Regions from separate parts of the Mus musculus genome. Here region 1 is linked to region 2. A link is a contact called in public promoter capture Hi-C data. All regions are on one chromosome and are shown on one strand. The core of a region is the stretch at or near the end of the contact, and the rest is flanking DNA. Distances in the headings are between cores, read along the strand shown.

The links. Capture Hi-C pulls out chosen DNA fragments and counts their contacts.
Region 1: a contact with region 2 is called in a promoter capture Hi-C map of adipose tissue. The contact joins two enhancer-like sites. A contact is called at or near these places in 2 of 9 other capture datasets (adipose tissue and liver).

The regions. Positions count from the first base shown.
Region 1 is chr3:108,973,846-108,978,088 of GRCm38.p6, forward strand. It overlaps Fam102b (family with sequence similarity 102, member B), which reads right to left. Exons shown (of 11, transcript NM_001163567.1): 11 at 1-1,497. The coding sequence ends at 1,455. It also overlaps a transcript of Henmt1 not described here. Among named protein-coding and RNA genes, the nearest start is that of Gm43221, 25 kb to the right of the region's middle. Within about 2 kb of position 1,511, at least 31 of the 459 cell types and tissues checked have an H3K27ac peak or open chromatin away from gene starts, as enhancers often do. A contact at or near this core is called in adipose tissue, where this site is marked.
Region 2 is chr3:108,757,457-108,761,654 of GRCm38.p6, forward strand. The region is part of intron 5 of Aknad1 (AKNA domain containing 1); the gene reads left to right. Among named protein-coding and RNA genes, the nearest start is that of Aknad1, 20 kb to the left of the region's middle. Within about 2 kb of position 2,590, at least 42 of the 459 cell types and tissues checked have an H3K27ac peak or open chromatin away from gene starts, as enhancers often do. A contact at or near this core is called in adipose tissue, where this site is marked.

The DNA.
Region 1 (4,243 bases), core at 261-2,760, 220 kb after region 2:
ACAGGGTGTCATCTTTTTTTTTTTTTAAATTCAGAATCTATTTGTAAAAGTAGTTTGGATTAATGCAGACTACCTCATTCCTGAGATATTAAAATAAAAATTCTAATGCCAACAATTCCAATTTTTCCAAACTTTCCAATCCAAATATTCAAGCATTGCAACATAAAATTACCTTAGCCAGAGCAATTCTGTTCTGACCTATTGTGTTTTAGGGCTTGATTGTGAAGGTGAGGACTCGGGCATTGATGGCTCTATATAACCTCACGCTTCTCTTCAGCAAAGGGAAGTTTAGCTCTCTCTACATGGGTACTGCCAAGTGAGGGCAGAGAAGCTACAGCTTGTGTGCTGTACTGTTAGCATGGATCCAGATTAGATATCTGGACCCGGAAAGCTGTCTTAGAGATATGTGATAGTCTATACTCTGGCTTCAAACAGCTAAATTCTGTCTGACACAGTAAAGAAGGAAACGGTCTCTGGTCAAAGAGGCTGAAATAGGAAATGGACGCTACTCAGCTGCTCAGACGTCTGTCCATTAGCACAGCACGGTAAGTGTCAGTTCACAGAAGTCTGGCTGTGATACAATGCTATCTTTCTGACCAGCTAACAGTTTGCGTCTGTTCTGACCGCCAGACGAGCAAGTCTTAGTACTGAATGGATTATGAAACAGCTCTTCTCGTAGCTTGCCTATAGATTTTTACAGACTGATTATTACGCTTAGACAGTGGCACTGGGGTTTTGTGACTCATCTAGTATTAATGACTAGAATAATAGACCCTGCACCATCACAGCCTTCCTTCTGGCCACCTGCTGCCGACTTGGATGCATTTGCCATTTGACTTAAGTCTGAAATGCTCAGAATTATAAAGTATTTAAAATGTTTAAGCTATAGCATAATATTTCCCCAAAGCATGAGCCTCCTCTCTTCCTGCCAACTGCTGCATAAAAGGAGTTAATACGCTTAGTACAATGCCGGAGGTAACAGGACATGGAGGACTTACTTCATAGGAATTACAACTATCTTGATAGAATTTATAGGGTTTAAACTGACCTCAAGTCCTGTCTCTTAAATATAAAATTTAAAAACAGAGCCCAGACCTATTGAGCACCCCCAACTTAGATATGTACGCTGGAGTACTAAAATCACCCTCAGATGTGTCCAGTACGGTTTTTCTCCGGGTGCTTCAGAAGCGCAAGCAGACCTTTCGTTCTGGGTGCTGAGGCAGGCCAGGTCTTCACTGCCCCGCCCTCCATCCGTTCACATGCTCCCCCAGTGGGTGAGTAGGTGGGAAAGGATGGTACAGGATGCTTTAAGAATGAGTCAGCTCTGCCTCCCTCCTCGCAGATGAACTTCACTTTGAAAACAGGCTCTGTGTTTTTCTTACATGCTTGACTAACACACCTTGAAACACCTGTTGTCCACACAGGGAAGCTTCCGCCCGCTGCTGGCTTCGCTCCTAGCGTTTGATCACAACCTGTTCATAGGCTCCAGATCCTACCCTGAAACGGTAGTGAGAGGAAAACCTTCAGTTGAACTGCAGAGGCGGCAACCTCCAGAGAACTCTCCTCCCAGGCACGCCTGCTGGTTTCCTTTCCCCCTTTTGAGACATGGTTTCTCTGTGTAGTTCTGGCTGTCTTGGAAAGCCAGTCTGGCCTAGGCTTTCTGGGATTAAAGGCTGTGCTACCGCCACCCAATCCTAAAATCAGTGTCAGTCAGGGCAGTACATAGGATTTCCCTGGAGAGCGATGAGAGGCTTAATAATACTGTAGGTCTTAATATATCTTTTTAGAAAGGGAAAAGCCCTTTTCACTCTCTCTCTCCTCTCCTTCCCCCCTTTCAGATAGGGTTTCAGGTAGCCTAGGCTGGTCTACACCTCTCTGGCTTTGGGGTCCAGTTCTTCCTGCCTCCACCTCCCATGTGCTGGGATTATGAGTGATGACAGGACTCAAGATTTCCTTTGGTCAACACACAGATGGCTTGATATGTGGCCAGTATTGTGAACTACACATGTGTGACGTAGTTCAAAAGGGAAAGTACTCTTGGTTGATGTCCCCCACTCCCCAATCTCTTCTCTTCTTTATAATTTAGCTGGGGACAGGGAACCTTGCTGGAGACTGTCTTCTCAACTCCCCTATAGGTGGGTGTGGCCATGTGACTAATTTTCCCACGTAAAACACAAAGAGATATATTGACGTCCATATCTCTAGTGTATAAGAAACCCTTGTCCGGGGTTGGCAGCTACACCAGCAGTTCAGGCCAGTGAAAGAATAAGATGGCAGTATGTAAGTTTTGGGGATAGAGTTGAATAGTTAGCTGGCCATTGCATTCTTGGGTTTCTGCATCACAGCTCTGTAATATGCTGGGTATGAACTGGCCAGATACATATGTATCCGACATTAATGGGAGGGGAGGCCCCTGGTTCTGTGGTGGTTTGATGCTCCAGGGTAGGAGGATGCTGGAGTGGTGGGGCGGGAGTGGGTGGGGGTTGGGGGAGCATTCTCATAGAGGCAAAGGGGAGGGGGGAGGGGGGAACGGGATTGGGGGATTATGGAGGGGTAATCAGGAAGGGGGGATATCATTTGAGATGTAAACAAATGGAATGATTAATAAAAATAAAGTAAAATAAAATTTACAAGATAAAAATTGAGACAAGAAAAAACAGAAAGAAAGGAAGAAAATGAAATATACTAACAGAATGATGGAGTATACTAAATAACTTGCAGGCTTTGTGAAAAAAGCCATTCTGAGACAGCCTATTTAGGTAATGGTCTCACCAACAGGAGATCTTCTGCTGCTGCTGTTATAACTGATGACTTAGGACTGTGGTTCTGTGCCATCAAGGAAGGAGCATGCTTCTCCCTGCTACTGTTTCTTGGTCTGGCAGAATAAAGGTTCTCACTATGTCTTTTAGACAGCAGCTAGTTTTACGTTTCGAAAGGGTCATAGTTCTATCCTTTCCCCAAAGCATCCTGGGTGATCAGGAGAACTTCAATATTGGCGCTGCATGGAGGTGAAGGTCTTACTGTAAAAGTTATCTGCAAGCCGGGCGTGGTGACGCACGCCTTTAATCCCAGCATTTGGGAGGCAGGGGCAGGCGGATTTCTGAGTTTGAGGCCAGCCTGGTCTACAAAGTGAGTTCCAGGACAGCCAGGGCTACACAGAGAAACCCTGTCTCGAAAAACCAAAAAAAAAAAAAAAAAAAGTTATCCGCAGGTCGCCGTTTCCTCATTTGTTGAGGTATCAGAAACCCCTCCCCTACATCGGCTGTTTTGCCTGGAGTGCATAGTTTAGTAATCCTGGAGACTACTATGTCTGGTTTTACCCCTTAATGACCTTTTCTGAGGTGTTTATGTTTATGGTATATCTTTATCTCTAGGTATAACACGATTATCCCGTTCCTACAGTTGGTGAATTGATGAACCCATGAGCTTCATCTGTAGTCATGGCAACGAAATAAACCAATAGTGACAGCAAGGTCTACAGAAATGGAAACAGGGTTGGGCTTTTAATTCCCACTTGTAGAAAGCACGAGGGGAGGACCACCGGACTCTCGCCCACCATTCCCTCCTCTCACCCACCATTCCCTCCTGCATGTGCTCCTGGAAGATGCTAGGGTGTATGGGGGTGGAGGGTTAACTGACATTAGGTCTCTATAAAGTTGTCAACCATGACTCAGCAGGATTTCTTGGTGACTCGGCTGTTTTGTAAAGCCCAGGCCGCTCACCGGTTCATCAGGTCACCGGTTATCGGTTACTTTGGTCTGTTGGTGGTGCTTTATCTTAGCTCATAGGAACTAAGAATTGGCATTCGAACATCAGAATACCGGAAGGAAGCATGTGTGTGTGGGAAATAATGGATGGAGAAGTCTCAAATCTGATGAAATGTATCTGTACGGGCATCCAAGAAGTTCAGTGAAACCCAAACAGAATAAGGACAGAGAAACACACCCAGTCACAGTACATGCCAACTTCTAAGAAACCAGCCACTAGGGGGAGATCTTGTTCGGTGTGCTGGCTCATGCCTTGAGTCCCAGTACTCAGGAGGCAGAGGCAGGTGGGTTTCTGAGTTTGAGGATAGCCTGGTGTACATAGAGAGCTCTAGACACGTCAGAGCTATACACTGTGACCCTCAACAGAAAAAAACCTTAAAAAACACCTAGATAGCAGCTGGAAAGATGGCTCAGGAGTTTAAGAGTCATTCCCGATTTTCCTGAGGACCCGAGTTTAGTTTCCAGCATTTATATCG
Region 2 (4,198 bases), core at 1,340-3,839:
TTTAGAATTCTGCTTCTAGATGTATTTATCCTTCTTTTTTCCCCAAGGAAGCTATTTCTTACCTCACCAGTTACTGTATAATAAACCCCAGACCATGGACTGTTCCAGAGAAGAACATAAAATCCTCGTAAGTGGTGAATCTGTCCACATCGGATGGGCCCTGGTAGATTTCAACTGTAAAAGTCCCTGGTATCTGACAACTCGGGACACGAGACTCCAGAGATGCTTAACGAGGAAGCTCAGTGCATGGCTTCGTGGCTCAGTACATTCACCTTTGCCACACGTTCACACCCTGGCTTGTTATCACAGTCGATTGAATGACTAATTCATGTTGTCACCAGAACAGCTTTGCTGTCATAAGAAATGGAGATGGAGCAAGGGGGAAAAGGTTGAAACTGAGCAGAACAAATGAGCTGAAGATGGAGAAGATGGAGTTTAGGCCACGGGGTCAGCACTGGCCACAGCCAGAAGACCTGATGAAGGCTTGAGCAAGATTCAGGGCAAACTGTGCTGCAGAAACCCCACACTATGGGCCAAACCCAGGACAGAACCCAGTGATTAGTTATTCACTCATCATATTAATTAACCAATCCATCCTTCATTTGCTCACCACATTGATTAGCTAGCTGCTCTATTCATTCAGAAAACACTTAGCAAGCACTTTTGAATGCCTGTCCAGGGCACCAGAGATTCCAAGAAACACCTCCTTCCCAAGTGTCTTTTATTCTACTAGGAACAGATTGGCAAGCAGATGCACAGCCTAGCAGGAGTTCATCCTTTGCCACTGAGGGGAGACTTTGGGTGGTCCTGAGAATGCCTGCTCACTTGGGTACTACAGCTTGAGAAACAGTGAGCTCGGCAGGATAGGGAACAAGAATCTTCCAGAAAAAGGACCAGCGTGGGCAACAGCACAAAGGCTATGTACGACAAGTGTGAGAACCCAGCAGGCACATGGAGACCAGAGCACCAGGCACAGGGCTCAGAGTGCACATGGAGACCAGAGCACCAGGCAAGGACCATGTCATGGAAGGAGCTTGGATTTCATCCTGAGTGTGATGGTGGAGCAACAGGAATTGAAGCCAAGGGATAGCAAGCGCCATGGGGGTGAGACTGTAGGCTAGGAATAATAGGAAGCCAACACTGGGCAAGTTATGAGGGTCTGAAGGATGGAGAGGGGGGTTGCCACATCCACTCCAGTAGTGACCCGCATCCGTGGCAGCGGGTGATAGATTTAAAGGAATGAAGTCAAGAAAAGGAGGAGGTGTGGATAGTTACAGAGTCCTGGTTTGGATAACTGAAATCAGAAACCAAAGTGAAGGATCCAATTCAGAAAGGGTAGGGAAAGCAGGAAGAGGCTGGGCCTCAAGGCTGGCCTAGGACATTGAGTTTGAGGTCCCCTTGAGGACAGGCAAATGAGAAGATCTAGCGGTAGGAAGTCATAGTGATATCCTGATCTTGGGCAGTGTTTGGGTCCGAAATGACATTTTGGCAGAGTTGTAGGCTGAAGTTCTGGTGTGGGTGAGATACCCCCAGCCAAACGGTCTCAGGGTAATAAGTGGAAAGGGTCAAAGACTGTCCCCAACTCCTCTCTCCTGCTGCTATCTTCTATTGATGAGAAAGAACTGAAGCCAGAGTAGAAGGCTCCTGATCATGCAGTGGAGTCAGGGCCAGCCTCCTGCAGAGAAAAACAGAGGGTGGCTATAGAGAGAAAATGGAAAACATTCACCAGGGCAGCCAAAGACAAGGGCTGACTTTGAACTCACAGAGATCCCTCTGCCTCGGCCTCCAAAGTGCTGGGATAAAAGGTGTATGGCACAATGACTAGTCATTTCTATATGAACAGGAATTTGCAGTAACAGCAGCTACAATGTATTGAGTGTGCACAGATAGTATTGACTTAAGGTAGTTTCACCTACCAGGTTTTCAACTCTACATGATGTAAATGTGATAGCCATTCAGTAGATGGCTTAGATTCCTGTTGACGGACCCATAGATCCTGACAACTACAAATGCTTCAAGTTAAACAATGGCCTCCGTTGTCGCGGCAGATACTTGAATTAACCCTCACAGTGAACTTTCCATTTTAACGGGTTCATTCTCTCCTCTCTTCACTCCAAATCATTTTAAAATCCATCCCAGACCTCCAGACCAGGCTTATTTTCATTAATTTCCCGGTATGGAGTAAAAGAATCCATTGAGTAGGCTTAATATGTGTCAAGTCCAGCTTTTTCCACTCACAGCATTTTAACAGGAAATTTTGGTGCCAAAATATTTTAATGACTCATGTTTGGAAACAGCATCCTGAGGTATTTTTCCCTGAGGCCTCATTTCAGTTTTTAGAAAAATAAATGAAAGCTGTCTACCTGAGGTCAATATTGCGCAATTAGCCAACAGCAATTAGTTTAATGTTGGTTTTCCCTCCGGAGGCCTTTTTTCTCTATATATAAGAGAGTAAGTGTATTTGTTTTCCAAGGAATCATTCATTTTGGCAGCCAATTTCAAGACAGGCCTCCGTCCACATTGAGACCAAAGTTATACAATGTTTATTTATATCCTAGCTACAACCACACTGTGTCTGGTATGAATATAAATCAAAAGCGTTTAAACTGCAATTATATCCCATATACGGGAGAAGCTCTCTCTCTGGGCTAAGGGAGGGACTGAGTCTTTCCCCACCCTTATTTGAAGCCACATCAGGACAAACAAGGGCTGAGAGCTCAAGACGAGCTCCCAGTCTCACGTGAGCTAACAGGGCAAGGAGTGTCATCCTGTGACACTTCAGGGTCTTGCAGAGCACAGAATCTTCATGAGGATCCACCCAATGGCTAACTTGCAGGGACAGAAATTGGCAAATTTGTTTTGTAATCACTTGCTTCTTCAGCAGATGCGCCTTCATTGAAACCGTATTACCTTTGAAGCCAGATGCGGTATTGCACACCTGCAACCTCAGCACTCAAGAGAGGGAGACAAGGGGATCTGGAGTTCAAAGCCAGCTTTAGCTACATAGTGAGTTCAAGGTCAGGCTGGGCTACATAAGATCCTATCTCAAAATCAAAATCAGATACAGTTGCACACACCTATCATCCTGCATTTGGGGAGACGGAGACAAAAGGTCATCCTCTGCTATTCTGTGAATTCCAGGCCAGCCTGGGCTACATGAGGCTCCATTTCAGGTAAGGAAATGAAAACCAGCATGTATCTCAGCAACAGTGTGCCTAGTAACCTAGCATTCACAAAGCTCTAGCAACACACATAACACACATACATACACACAAATTAATATGCAAAAAGTAATTTTTGGATCTGATGTGTCTTGCTCATCAGAATAAATATGATGTGTTTGCATTTTTTACATATTAACAGAAGAATCTGGAGTCAAGACATGCGTCTACCTGCATAAATCCCTTTCCCTGGTATTTACAGAATACAATCTTGTCTTCCGTTGCGTAGAAACATAAACTTCCCCCTGAATGTATTTCCTATATCTCCATGTCCTTTTCCCCTTCAGTTACGATCTATTGTCCAGGCACATCCTTGAGCCCCCGACTTTACATTACCTGGGGGCTGCTCTCTGCTCAATATTGTTCCTGCTGGGGCTTGCATCCAGGGCCGTCTGTAGGCTAAGCGTGGTGGCTGGAAGGAGACTGTCTTCCACAGGTTCATGTATTGGAGCACTTGGTCCCCAGATCGTGCCTCCGTTTCTCTGTTTGGGGAGATTTAGGAGGTGTGGCCTTGCTGGAGGAAGGGTGTCACGGGGGGGGGGGGCAGGCTTTGAGAATTTTAAGACTTGTGTTATCCCAGGTTCCCTTTTTGTTGTTGTTGATGCTCTGGCTGCAACGTTTGCTGCTTGCAGCCATGACAGACTCTATCCCCAAGAAACTGTAAGCCCAAGAAAACCATTCCTTCTGTAAGTTTCCTTGGTCAGGGTATGTTATCCCAGCCCCAGAAAAGTGACTAATTACGTAGGCAAGCACTCTACCCCTGAACTGTCTCTAGCTCTCAAGTTCAACTGTCTTTGAAGTTATGGTCTCTTTTCTCTGTTTTCCTTTTTTTTTTCTTGAGACAGGGTTTCTCTGTGTAGCCCTGGCTGTCCTGGAACTTACCCTGTAGACCAGGCTGCCCTCGAACTCAGAAATCTAATCCTAAATGCTAGGATTAAAGGCATGTGCTATCACTGCCCAGCTCCATTTTTAAAAAA